Linked DNA regions of Zea mays: all the other regions are linked to region 1. Evidence: chromatin contacts called from public Hi-C data. All regions are on one chromosome and are shown on one strand. Each heading gives the region's core, a stretch centred on a gene start, on an enhancer-like site or on the middle of the called end of the contact. The rest is flanking DNA. Distances are from core to core; before and after follow the strand shown.

Region 1 (3,947 bases), core at 878-3,377:
TTCACTCTCTACATCATCATTTAGAGAGTCATTTCCATAAAAACTGTTTTATACCTTTCCACTCTCCAACAGTTTTTCTATATCTTGTTTGTACTCTACAAAGTCATTCTTGTTTTCTATCTTTGACTAACAAGAAATTCGGAATAGAAGATGGGCCATATTTGGATAACGGATAACCAATTAAAGCAGCTGTTGGATGTTATTTTTTCATCAAAATATTTATTCCTAGCAATTAGAAAGGATATAGAGTCTCTTGGAGTTGCTCTAAAGTAATAAGAGTGGATAAAAAAAGGTACTGGCAGATTCATAAAAAACTTCCATAATGCTATATTATTAACGTATTGAGATAAAAATTAATGGGCAAAATATCATCTTGACATGGAGTGCAATAAACATAGAACTGACCCGAAGAGAACTTGGACAAGTGTTATAGTTATAGTATTTGGTCAGGGACAAAAAAAAACTAGTTTCAAGTGGGGCTAATTAGTAAGCAGGCATGGGTGGGATGTGAAAATGAGGTAGTGCATGGACTCAGTAGCTTGTTTTCCATTCTAAAGAGCCCCGATCTACATAGAAGATAAAATATTTGAGTTCGGTCAGAGCTTTTCAAGTCAATGCTTGCCAACCACAAAAATAGACATGTTTCTTATGAGTAGCATGGACTCAATAGCTATTTGTTTTTCCATACAAAAGAGCTCCGATCCAATCTACAAAGAAGGTAAAATATATGGGTCCAATCCAAGTTTTTCAGTCCACGTGCTTGCCAGGCAGACACAAAAACAGGCATGCTTCTTATAATGAGCTAACTACAATACAAGTTCACATCGAGAACATGTGGAAAGCATCAGCCAAGTCAAGTCAATAAGAGGGGTATCAGGAATAGAAATAGATTTGCAAGGAACAAGAAAGCAGTATAAATACATAGTATGTCAAATCTGACCTCATAGCATCATATACTGCAAGAGCTTCTGTCTCATAGCCTAACTTCTCGCCATTCTGAATGAGGGAGAAAGATGATATGAAGATTGGATTAGAGCAAGAATTAATCTGTGATTGTTAAGAGATACGTTCCTACAAAAAAAAATAGAAAACTCGGTGCTCTGTGGGTGAGAAAACAAATAAACTTACACATAGTCTAGGTGAACAAAACTAATGATTAAAGAACCAAAAATCCACAGGCTAAGATAAATTGATGCCCACTACACAAAGGTTTTTGGAGCCATAGGTCTGTCAAATAACCCAGGCATACTTTAAGCTCGTAGCCTTATCGTGTTTATTGTTTTCCTAGGTAGGTGTGTTTCCATTTTGGTTGTGAGCTCCGACCTACGTCCGCACTCATTTGACACAACCAAGTAATAATCGCCATAAGGATTTTTTTTTCCCGAACGCCCAGTAGAGTTGGGCATCATTGTATTAAGAAGGAAAAGGTCCAAAATTAAACCGAGTGAAAAAGTTATCATGGTCATAAGGAAATCAAGGAAAGGTGAATCAGAAGCAGCACCAAACCTTGGTGGTGCCAGTGGAATTGATGTACATGTAGATTGGCTTCTCGGCGTCGTCATACTGGAGGTAGAGAAACTCGGCGAGCATGAGCTCCGTGACCGACGGAACGAGGCACATCCCCAAGTACACGATCCGGTTCTTGTACAGGAACGAGGCCAAGTCCGGCGGTGGCTGCTCCCACGCGGCCCCCCTCAGGAACGGCACCACCTGCAGGCACCAACAACAGACAAAAACACCATTTAGGCGTTATCGCACTCCAGACACGCCAAATTCGCTCCCCAGAGCTCGGCCAAGCGCGGACCGTACCATCGCGACGACATCCCTGGCGCCGCGACCGCCGTCGACGGCGGGTTCTCGATGGGGGCTCAGGAACCGCGGCTTGGCGCCGGCGAGCGCGCGGGGGCGGGCAGCGAGGCGGAGCTGGGATGAGGGCGAGACGGGGAGGCAACGGGGCGGGGAGAAGAGTGTGCGGACGTCGAGGGCGACGCGGGGAGGGGACAAGAAGGCGGCGGCAGCTGCCTCCATGGCGAGGCGGCGGTGCGGACTGCGGAGGGGACTGGGAGTCTAGGAGCGGGCTCAGCTTGGAGGTGGCACCGGTCGGAGTGCGGATAAGCTCCCGCAGTCGATGATTTGGCCCGTAGACAACTATCGGCCTGGGCGCCTGGCGCGAGACGGATGAAGGCCCGTTTGTTTTTGTTTTTTTTTTCACTAAAGTTTAGTTACTAAAAAATTCTATTTGGTTTGATTGATTAGAATTTAACTAAAATACATTAATTACTGTGTATAATAACTATACTATCCTAAGTGCCAGTTTGGTAGGGCTTCTAAACCGGCTCCGACTTCGGCTCTTGGAGGAGCCCTCTAAGGACTAATTTGGTGACCATGGATCATGGGAAATTGGAGGGGGTTGAGGAGGAAATTAGTTCATTTCCCCCTCAATCCCCTCCAATCATCTCATGATCCCTTTGTCACTAAATCAGTCCTAAACGGTCTTTAAAAAATAACTCCCAATAAAGATCACTGAGTAGCTGGAGCCATTTTTAAGAGAGGAGTCGGAGCCAAAAAAATTGGCTCCTACCGACTCCTCTCATTCCCCTCCTCTCACGTCATGAAGAGTCGTTTTATCAAACGATTTGTTAAAAAAACATGGCTCCTATAGATGAGTTATTTTTGAAGAGAAGTTAGAGCCGGAGTCATTTTTAGAGGAGCCGGAGCCGTACCAAACAGGGTCTAAATAAATACATGCTCAGTTGTTGTTAGTCGTGTTCACACTAGCTGAACGCCCGCCACGCAGGGGTGTATCTAGCAGGTATGCCTGTATGATCGGGCATATCTCGCGTACTCAATGTATACATAGTCTACTAGTAACTGATGCGCGCCCCGCGCGCGTAGAAAACCAAATATAACATTCCCTTAAGAGACATGAAACTGGTTGTGAATCATAGAAATCTAATATCATCTTAAAAAACATTAAATGACCAGTTGTAAATTATACAGTTCAAAGTAACAACACATTAAATGACCATTTCGATAAAAAAATATTAAATGACCAGAGAATGAAAGGGTTACCCCAAATGCTGAAGACCATTTCCAAGATTAGCTAGGTCTGTTGTATCTGACAATGATATAAGTGCTTGCTTCACTTATATAGGTGTATAAATTTATACTTAGTCCATTGTTTTTTTTAGAATAGAGTAACCATGCAGATCCCAATCTGCGGGACTGCACCGGTCGATCTAAACAACCAGTTCCTCCTAAAGCCATATATTCATCCAATAAAGCACAGATCCGACACTCGCTTTGCTAAGCCAAAATCATAAAGCTTAAATTTCGAAAAGGTAATATGGTAAATCTTGCAGCTAGCTTAAGCCCAACAAACACGGCATTAGCGGCTCAGCAAAAGTACCTGCTCGGCGAGATGTGGCAGTCCGTGGCGTGAACCTGCTGGGGTCACACATGCATGTATATCGGCTTCCTGTCGCCGCCAGCAAGCTTCTCCTCTGTATTCTCCTTCTTCACCGCCTTCCCATACGGCCACAACCTTCTTCGAGAAGGGGATAGTGAGCTTAGAGAACTGCGTGGCGCGGTCCAAGAGGACACCGACGAAAGAAGCCCGGGCTCTGTCTCAGCCACTGGCGAGTAGCGATGGGAGTTCCCCAATGGCCCTCGCGGCAGCTAGAAGAGTCCAGAAGAATTTGGTGTAGGGTGAAGAATTCCGTGTGTTTGCCACCTGGCCGTTGAGATAGAATCGAATGGCCAAAAATTATTAAAGTGACGTGGCTCCACGGAATCACAGCTTTGCTCCCTGCTCTTATATATAGAAAGAATAGTAACTGGGCGCGCCCTTGGGCGCGATTTGTTGCCATTTGAGTAAGTCTTTTTGGTGCGATAGTAGATGTACTATTATAATAAATTGTATTATTAACTTGCATTGGGCTCAAAGT
Region 2 (3,947 bases), core at 978-3,477, 190 kb before region 1:
GTATTACAATCAACAGTGCAATACCTTCATATCAGGGCTGACTTTACATCCATTCTCGTCGATGTAGTACTCATGCATAATCCACTCAGTGCGTCTGCCAGAGGGTGGTCGGCCTTCATGAAAAACTAACGTCTTTTTTGTTCCTAGAGTTAGCTTGTTCAGCTTTATGGCTCGGTCCTTCCCAGTTGATTTCCAGTAACCAGCTAGTGTTGCTCTGTTTGACCTAGAGCCAGTAGGGTACTTCCTGTCACGAGAGGCAAAGAAATGCCACTTGTTGTCCTTGATTGGAAGATTGCACTTTGCTGCAAATACAATCAGAACTCAGAAGATCAGGAAACATGAGGATATGAGCCATGCAATAGGAGAGAACATTTGAATTGCATCCATAAGTGGTGTCCATAGCAGAAAACTTCATCCACAGAGCTAAAGAATATATACTAGATAACGAGGATACAGATTGACAGGGATCACTTTAATGTAAAACAAAAAAATCTGCATCAATTATAGACTTAATTGATAAATATTTTCCGTCTATCTGCCTATGATTCTCAAGAACTTCATAGGATTCAAATTGTTATCACATCTAGGCCCTATAGATAATAACTGAGGTACTTTTTTGGGGGAAGTTATCCATGAACCCAACTAAAAACTATGAAAGTATGATCAACCTACCAGGTAAATCCCATGGTTCATGCTTGTATATATCCACCTCTGGTATAAGATCATATTCAATTTTCTGACCAAGTATTTTCCTCTTGAGATAGTGAGAAACAAGTTCTATATCAGAAGGATGGAATCCAAATCCTGGTGGCAGGTGCATATCACGCAGTACTTCCATTTTACAATGTCTGCATTAACCACAAAACACAAACAAAAGCACAAGCATGATCAGAACCAGAACAATTCAAAAGTATGGATTCTCAAACGATAGATGTAAACAATCATGCCTAGAAATGCAGAAGATATATTGATCAGTCAAATGATCTATGATAAACAACCATGCCAGCAAAGGCAGAATATATTTTGAGCTCATTAACTCTTCCAGTAGAAGAAATTCTTTGAGGGCTTTACTCTCAAAACAAAGCAGAAATTTCTAAAGCGTTACAACAACAACAACAAAAAGGATTTGAGTTCTTGGAGCTATATGGCAAAGTAAAATTTTGCTAGTGGAACAAAATCCATCAAAGCATATACTAAAAAAAACAAAGGTAGTTCCACAATTCCAGTCCCACGAAACACAAAAGGACAAACTGCATCATTTTCAAACATGGAGGCATTTTTCAGCATATAGTGTAACAAAAACAAAATACTGAAGATAGACAACAAGAAAATTCTAAAGATAGACAAAAGAACCCAGATAAGCAGAACCTTCTGCAAATTCGGTCGAGGAGCTCAAAATCCGCCCACAAAAGCAGAACCCTCCTGCTCCTTCCCACTGCCAGAATGCAATCGAAGGCAAGAAAAGAAGACATTGGACACGATCGAGATACGCCAGAATCCCCGTTTCATGTGACATCTCAGGACCCGTGATTTCGCACAGAAGAAGAAGAATAATAACACCCAGCCTAGTGACCACGGCGTCAATCAGAGCCAAACCCCTTCTTCAGGACGTCATAGGAAATTCCCCGTTGACGAAAAAAAAAGCATCGACCTAGGATCGGCACCCGAAACCTTAACCGACCAAAGAAACGCAACGAATCCTAACTAAGCGAGTGCGCGATCAGCAGATATCACACCCACCCTAAGCGAATCCACCACCATCGTGGCCGCACCACCGCACACGCCGCGCAGTCGCACCCCGAGCGCCAGGGACGCGTAGAACAGATAAACGCCCAACAAAAACACCGCACACCGACCAGGGCACCAGCACCAGACGAACAGAAACGGCACGTCGAGGCCGACGACGGGATCGGCTCACCTCTCCGGAGCCCAGGTGCCCGCACGGCCGATCGCGCCCGACCGGCGCCCCGCGTAACCACCAGGACGGCGCCGCCGTGCGGGGAAGAGGAGCCTGGAGGGGGCACAGCGAAGAGCTCGAGGGCGGTGTTCGGCCCAGCGGACGAGTCAAGGCTGGGAGTGGCGGCACTGGGTGGGGGAAGCGTCAGAGGTAGGGTGGTGGGGAGCGAGTAGTAGGGGAGGGCGATTGGGCGAGATGGACGAAGCAGCCAGGAAGCTGTGGGTGCACTGCTTGTCTGCGTGGGGGCTGCGTGCGCCCGCGTCTTTAACTATACGCGCTGGCTACGCGGGGCTGGGTCGTTTCGTTTGCTTAGCGCGGGCGTCCTGAGTCCTGACCAAGTCGCCGAGTAGCTGGATGGATTGGACGGCAGGATGTGTGAGTGAGGTCGTGGTCGTTGGCCTGCGGCTCGTTGGATGCGATTCGGACGCATCCGGTTCCAAGTGCCGCTGCTGGCTCGCTGCCAGGTGGGGACGCCGCACTGGACTTGTCTTGTGGAGCAAGCCTTCCCTGTGTTCCTCCCTCGGCGCTCGTGCCGCCAGTGTTGTCTGAACTCGGCTCACCACTCGTACCGGTGGGAGATGGCCGGTTCAAACTGTTGAGAAACGCCAAAGAAGTCGCATGTCATAGAACCAGTGATTTCAAGTCGTCCGACTAATCGTGATTAGTCGGGCTAGTCGGTATTTTGTGCACGATTTGGCGGACGACTCGACTAGACAGCCTAGTCGTTCTGGTCGTCCGACTAATCGTCGACTAGATCGACTAGTCGTCCGATTTGTGTGATCTGGTCGTCCTGGCTAGGGTTCAGTTATTGGGTCTTTTTTAGCCCATCTATAGTGACTACAAGTCTCCTTTCCTCTCCTATTCTACCCTAGCCGCCAAACACTGGCTCCCTGGCCTGGCCAACGTCTCCTCTCTTGCGCCCCCTGCCTCTCCCTTCTCTTGCACTGCGCCACTGCCCCTGCGTCCCTGCCCCTCCTCCTAGACACCGGCGGGCGGCGGCACAGCCGGCGGGCAGCGGCACAGCAGCCTGCGTCCCTGCCCCTCCTGGAGTCCTGCAGCGGCTGTGGCTACAAACCAGTGGCGAGATGAGCACATCATCTGAAGGTTTCTCCTGCTCCCTCCACTTTTCTTCCTTCTTTGTACTGCATGTAGTGGATGGTTGCTGACTTGCTGTTGTCCCTCCTGCTCCCCCAATTCAACCAATGCTGTGTTGCTGGCCTGCTGCCCTATACAGAATTTGTTGCTGGCCGTGCACAAGTGGAAGTTATTATGAATAATGTAGAATCATCAGCCGCATCAGGTGGTGCTCCTGGTTCAGCAGCTTCTGCTACTTTAGACTCTGCTGCTTTTGTTGAAAAGGCTATAGCAGCACTTCCACCAGAGCTTGCATCCCAAGCTGTTGACGTGAAGAGGAAAGCCAAATCACAAGACCCAGGATGGAAATATGGTTGGTGGCCAGATTCTACAAAGAAGGACTTTGTGCAGTGCATTTTCTGTAGGAAGATCATCCCTTCTGGGATAAAAAGGTTCAAGCAACATCTCGCTGGAGGTTTTGGTGATACAATGAAGTGTGGTAGTGTGCCTGAATTGGTTTCAAAAGAGATGCTTGCTTACCTAAGGAAGAATGCAAGGTCTTTGGTTGTGAATGTGGATGAAGATGGTGGAGAAGATGAAAGTGAAGGTAAAAAAAGAACAAGTTGCAGCTGAACCAAGTTCTGGGACTAAGGTTAAGCAAGCGAAGAAGAAGATAAATCAGTCAGCCATTAGTGCATTTGTTGTTTCAGCACCACCAAAACCACAAACTCAGAAGCACTCTAAGTCAGTGAGTTCTATGCTTTGCAAGACACCAGAAGAAGTGGTTGCTGAGAGGCATAGATCTAAAACATCTCAATCTACACTTGAGCACTGCACCAAAAAAGATAAGGAGGCCAAACAAATAGTTGATGACCATGTTGCTGATTTCCTATATGAGAATAATATTCCATTAAAT
Region 3 (3,947 bases), core at 598-3,097, 180 kb after region 1:
AGCATTCCTACAACATTCCTAAGCACCAAGACATCGATCTCGCGCATTCGTTTCATTGTGATAGCATATAGAGCTCTTGTGGAGTTGTGAACTCTTTAAGTTGTGTTGCGAGCTCTTGTTGCGACTTGTGTGCGTGTTGTTGCTCTGATCTTTTGAAGTATTGTGTGCGTTGCTCATTCCCCCTTGCTCTGTGTTTCTTTGTGAACTTCAATTGTAAGGGCGAGAGGCTCCAAGTTGTGGAGATTCCTCGCAAACGGGATTGAGAAAAAGCAAGCAAAACACCGTGGTATTCAAGTAGGTCTTTGGACCGCTTGAGAGGGGTTGATTGCAACCCTCGTCCGTTGGGACGCCACAACGTGGAGTAGGCAAGCGTTGGTCTTGGCCGAACCACGGGATAAACCACTGTGTCATCTCTGTGATTGATCTTTTGTGGTATTGTGTTTTGTTGAGACTCCTTTCTAGCCACTTGGCAATCATTGTGCTAACACTTAACAAGTTTTTGTGGCTATAAGTTTAAGTTTTTACAGGATCACCTATTCACCCCCCCTCTAGGTGCTCTCAAAAAGGGGAACCGACTTAAAGATGAAAAGCCAAATTAGACCTTAGAGAATTACTATAGAGTTATTGATAAAAGCAAAGGGCATTAATGTAATTTTACATGGGCTGCGTCCCGTGCCTATAAATAGATGAACAGTACTCCCGTACTGTTCACGCTGACTTGGCATTGACATCTCGTTTGTACTCTTACTTTCCTTCAAGCCGAAGGTACATTTGTAATTTGTTATTGTTTATATAAGTAAAATAAATAGAAATAAATTAATAATGATATTCATAGTAATCATGTTATTTTCCGTATTTTATGCATGTCTTTTCTTATCTTTTATTATGATTACGAAGGTATGACTTTCATAACCTTCGTCCGAAGTCCATTATATTCAAGGGGGAATAATGCTTCGAAGAACGAATGGCTTTAATATTTAATATTTTATGTTGTCTTGTTCTTAATTCATAGCATTTGAGAATAAGTCCCCAACACTATTCTTTTTATATAGACTCAATCTAACGCATTACAACGTTTTGTGCTATCTGGATCGGTCTGACACATCTGAGACTTAAATGTACACATATACCCTCATCAACAATTTGGGTCATGCTTTAATGGGATGTGCCTTAACAAGTCGTGTCATGCCGAGACGACTTAAATGTACACATATACCCTCATCAAGGATAAAGATATTGTGGACAACGTTTAGCTCTAGTTGAAACTTGGATGTTTGGTTGTCCAGATAAGTTTAGTTCGTGTCACATCAAATATTTGAATATCAATTATAAATATTAAATATAGACTTAGTTAATTTTAATAAATCCATTCCTTATTTTAGTCTTCATATATGTAATTATTATTTTAATAATTAGACCGTATTTAATATATGTAATTATTATTAAACAATTAATATGACAGGAACTAAATTTTAGTCGGGTGAACCAAACCCCATGACGAGCATGGATTTAGATAATTATTCGGATGTTAATTTTTTTAATTGTGAAAAAATAACATAAAATTTGATATATATAAATTTATATTCTTGTTTTAGCATTGAACCTATTAATATTCACAAAAGTAAACTTTAAATATGTTCTATATTTTTAAAAATTGATATAAAATTTAGATACTGGTACGAAAATATGTTTTTTATAAATAAAATTTTATTCTTTGTATTTTATAATATTATCAATAACGTGACTAAAATTAATCATAATTTCTGTATATATTTATGTATATATTTATGTTAAAATGTTAGATTTATCTGTATAAATCGGATGGAACCGGTGTGGAAGGTGGGACACACGAGTACACGACCACGAGAGACTGGTCGGTCTGCGACTGTCTCTGACCGCTGACCGCACTGTCCTCTGCTTCTGTCTTTCTCTCTCTCCCCTGTCCCCCTTCCAGATTTCCTCCATTCGCGGTTTGCCTCTCTGCCTTCCTGCCTGCTTCCCTCCCTCCGTCAGATCCCCGCTCGGGTTGCCATGGCGGACCAGCTCACCGACGAACAGATCGCCGAGTTCAAGGAGGCCTTCAGCCTCTTCGACAAGGACGGCGACGGTATTCGCCACGCCCCCGCTCTCTCTCTCCCTGTGTCCCGACGTGCGCGGCTTGATGTGGTATAGTAGATTCGCGTCACGGAAGCGACGGGGGATCTCACATGACCACTGGTGTGTCAGTGGCAACTCGCATCAAGCGGATCGCGGGGTAGGTTTTTTTTTGGTCTCGGAGTATCTCGACATGCAGATGCAGATCTCACGCCCTCTTTATCTCCCGCGGGTTATATCACGTTACGACTAGTGCTTGCAATTTCTGAGTCGGATCCCCAACGGGGAGACAAATTGCTTTTGACCCCGGAGCCGCGTGGAGGTGACATATGTGTGATCTTGTGGAAATTTGGACGCAGATCGACCGGATGGCCGGGTGGGTGTAGTACCCGACGATTGGAGGTTCTGTAGAATCCCAGCCAAGGAATCATTCCACATCATGAGAGTTCCCTCATTATGGTAAACCGGCATAGGGATACTAGGAAACATTGAATCATGTGAGGAGGTGGTAGAAAGCATTCGATCGTGTGAGGAGGTGGAACCAGTGCGGGTAGCATGGACATGGTGGCGGCGGATGCTGCTGTCTGCAGCTTGGATGTAGCGCAGGGCGCACTGTTTTGTGATCCTAATTGTGGGAAGTTATGAGAACATGTGGAGTCACTAGTTAGTCGGCAGGAATAGCTTGAAGGTGGTGAACTCTGCAACATGGTGCAATCATATGGCACCATGGGGGTTGTAGGGGCATGATGAGTCACTTGCCAGTGGGCATGTGCATGGCAGGGAAGATGATGTGTGGTGTGTCATCGGCGCAAGGCATATAGAATGAATTAGCAGGTATTGGAGCTAGCCACTGGGTTTCGGTTACATCACGTCGCATTATGATGTAAAGGTGTTAGCACCTTTGATGTTTTGTGGGTAAAAGGTGCAAGTTCCATTAGGCTATGACCAGCAGATCGTGCATATGACCGTGCAAAATACTGTTTTGTACGTAGACTATACTGTTTATAGAGTGAAGTTTGAAATAGTGGATGGGGATGAGTAAGATGCTGGAGATAGCCTTACGAGTTTATGGTTCATCCCCTCACAATTTGTTGTACCGTGATTGTGTGCTCAAAGCGAATTGTTCATTTTACTGTTGGACTAATTGGCAAAAAAAACTTAGAACTATTGCTTTGTGCTAAAGAACTGATGGTTGCAAGATTTGCTAAAGTTAGCAAATTTTGCCATCCACCATTTGCATGTTGTAAGCAAACAACACCATAGGCTTTTGTTCCCCGTCATGCTAATTGATGGGCATGGCTGTAGGAGTAAATGACATCTATATGGATTTATTGCAGAAGTAATACTCCCTCTATTCCAAAAAGAATGCAACTATGGTTGTGTGCCAGTTAAAGATTAAGTTTTTAGTTAATAGTATTTAATTTATAGCTCCAAATTACTTTATTATGAAAATGTGTTTTATAATTAATCTAGTTGTATTTATTTGATATCATAAACACTGATACTTTTTTTAAATATAACTGGTCAAACTTAAGATATTAAAAACATGACATTGTGTTACAGTTGCATTCTTTCTGGGATGGAGGGAGTATCGTCTAATGCTTATTGATTTTAAATTGTGAAGATATTGAGTGGACTGATGAAAATAGTAAGATCAATATTGCATCAAAGAAGTATAGCTTACATCTAGATAGAAAAATCCTCTTTGAAGTTTGTTGCTTGTTAAGTACCGCTCTCCTACTGATTGGTTTTACCTGGATTTTGTTCATTTCTCTTTCATGTAACATATCGAAGTTGCATTTAGGTTAAGAAAAAAGTTATCTAGCTGAGAAATGCACTATCAAGACCTATAA

The links. A called contact is a pair of places that touch in the nucleus more often than the background predicts.
Region 2: a Hi-C map of ear shows a contact between it and region 1, with 2.1 times the contacts expected there. The contact joins the promoter of LOC103649967 here to the promoter of LOC100272400 in region 1. A contact is called at or near these places in 3 of 25 Hi-C or Micro-C datasets (ear, leaf and tassel).
Region 3: a Hi-C map of leaf shows a contact between it and region 1, with 8 times the contacts expected there. The contact joins the promoter of LOC542533 here to the promoter of LOC100272400 in region 1. A contact is called at or near these places in 7 of 25 Hi-C or Micro-C datasets (bundle sheath, ear, endosperm and 2 more) and 2 of 3 datasets of contacts at active chromatin or transcription factors (leaf and seedling).

The regions. Positions count from the first base shown.
Region 1 is chr3:38,464,312-38,468,258 of Zm-B73-REFERENCE-NAM-5.0, forward strand. LOC100272400 reads right to left here and starts at 2,128. Exons shown (of 7, transcript NM_001146880.1): 1 at 1,810-2,128; 2 at 1,507-1,710; 3 at 941-996. The coding sequence starts at 2,028.
Region 2 is chr3:38,271,045-38,274,991 of Zm-B73-REFERENCE-NAM-5.0, forward strand. LOC103649967 (NAC domain-containing protein 74) reads right to left here and starts at 2,228. Exons shown (of 5, transcript XM_035966187.1): 1 at 1,741-2,228; 2 at 673-848; 3 at 25-302. The coding sequence starts at 838.
Region 3 is chr3:38,647,380-38,651,326 of Zm-B73-REFERENCE-NAM-5.0, forward strand. LOC542533 (calmodulin 2) reads left to right here and starts at 1,848. Exons shown (of 2, transcript NM_001112077.2): 1 at 1,848-2,107. The coding sequence starts at 2,032.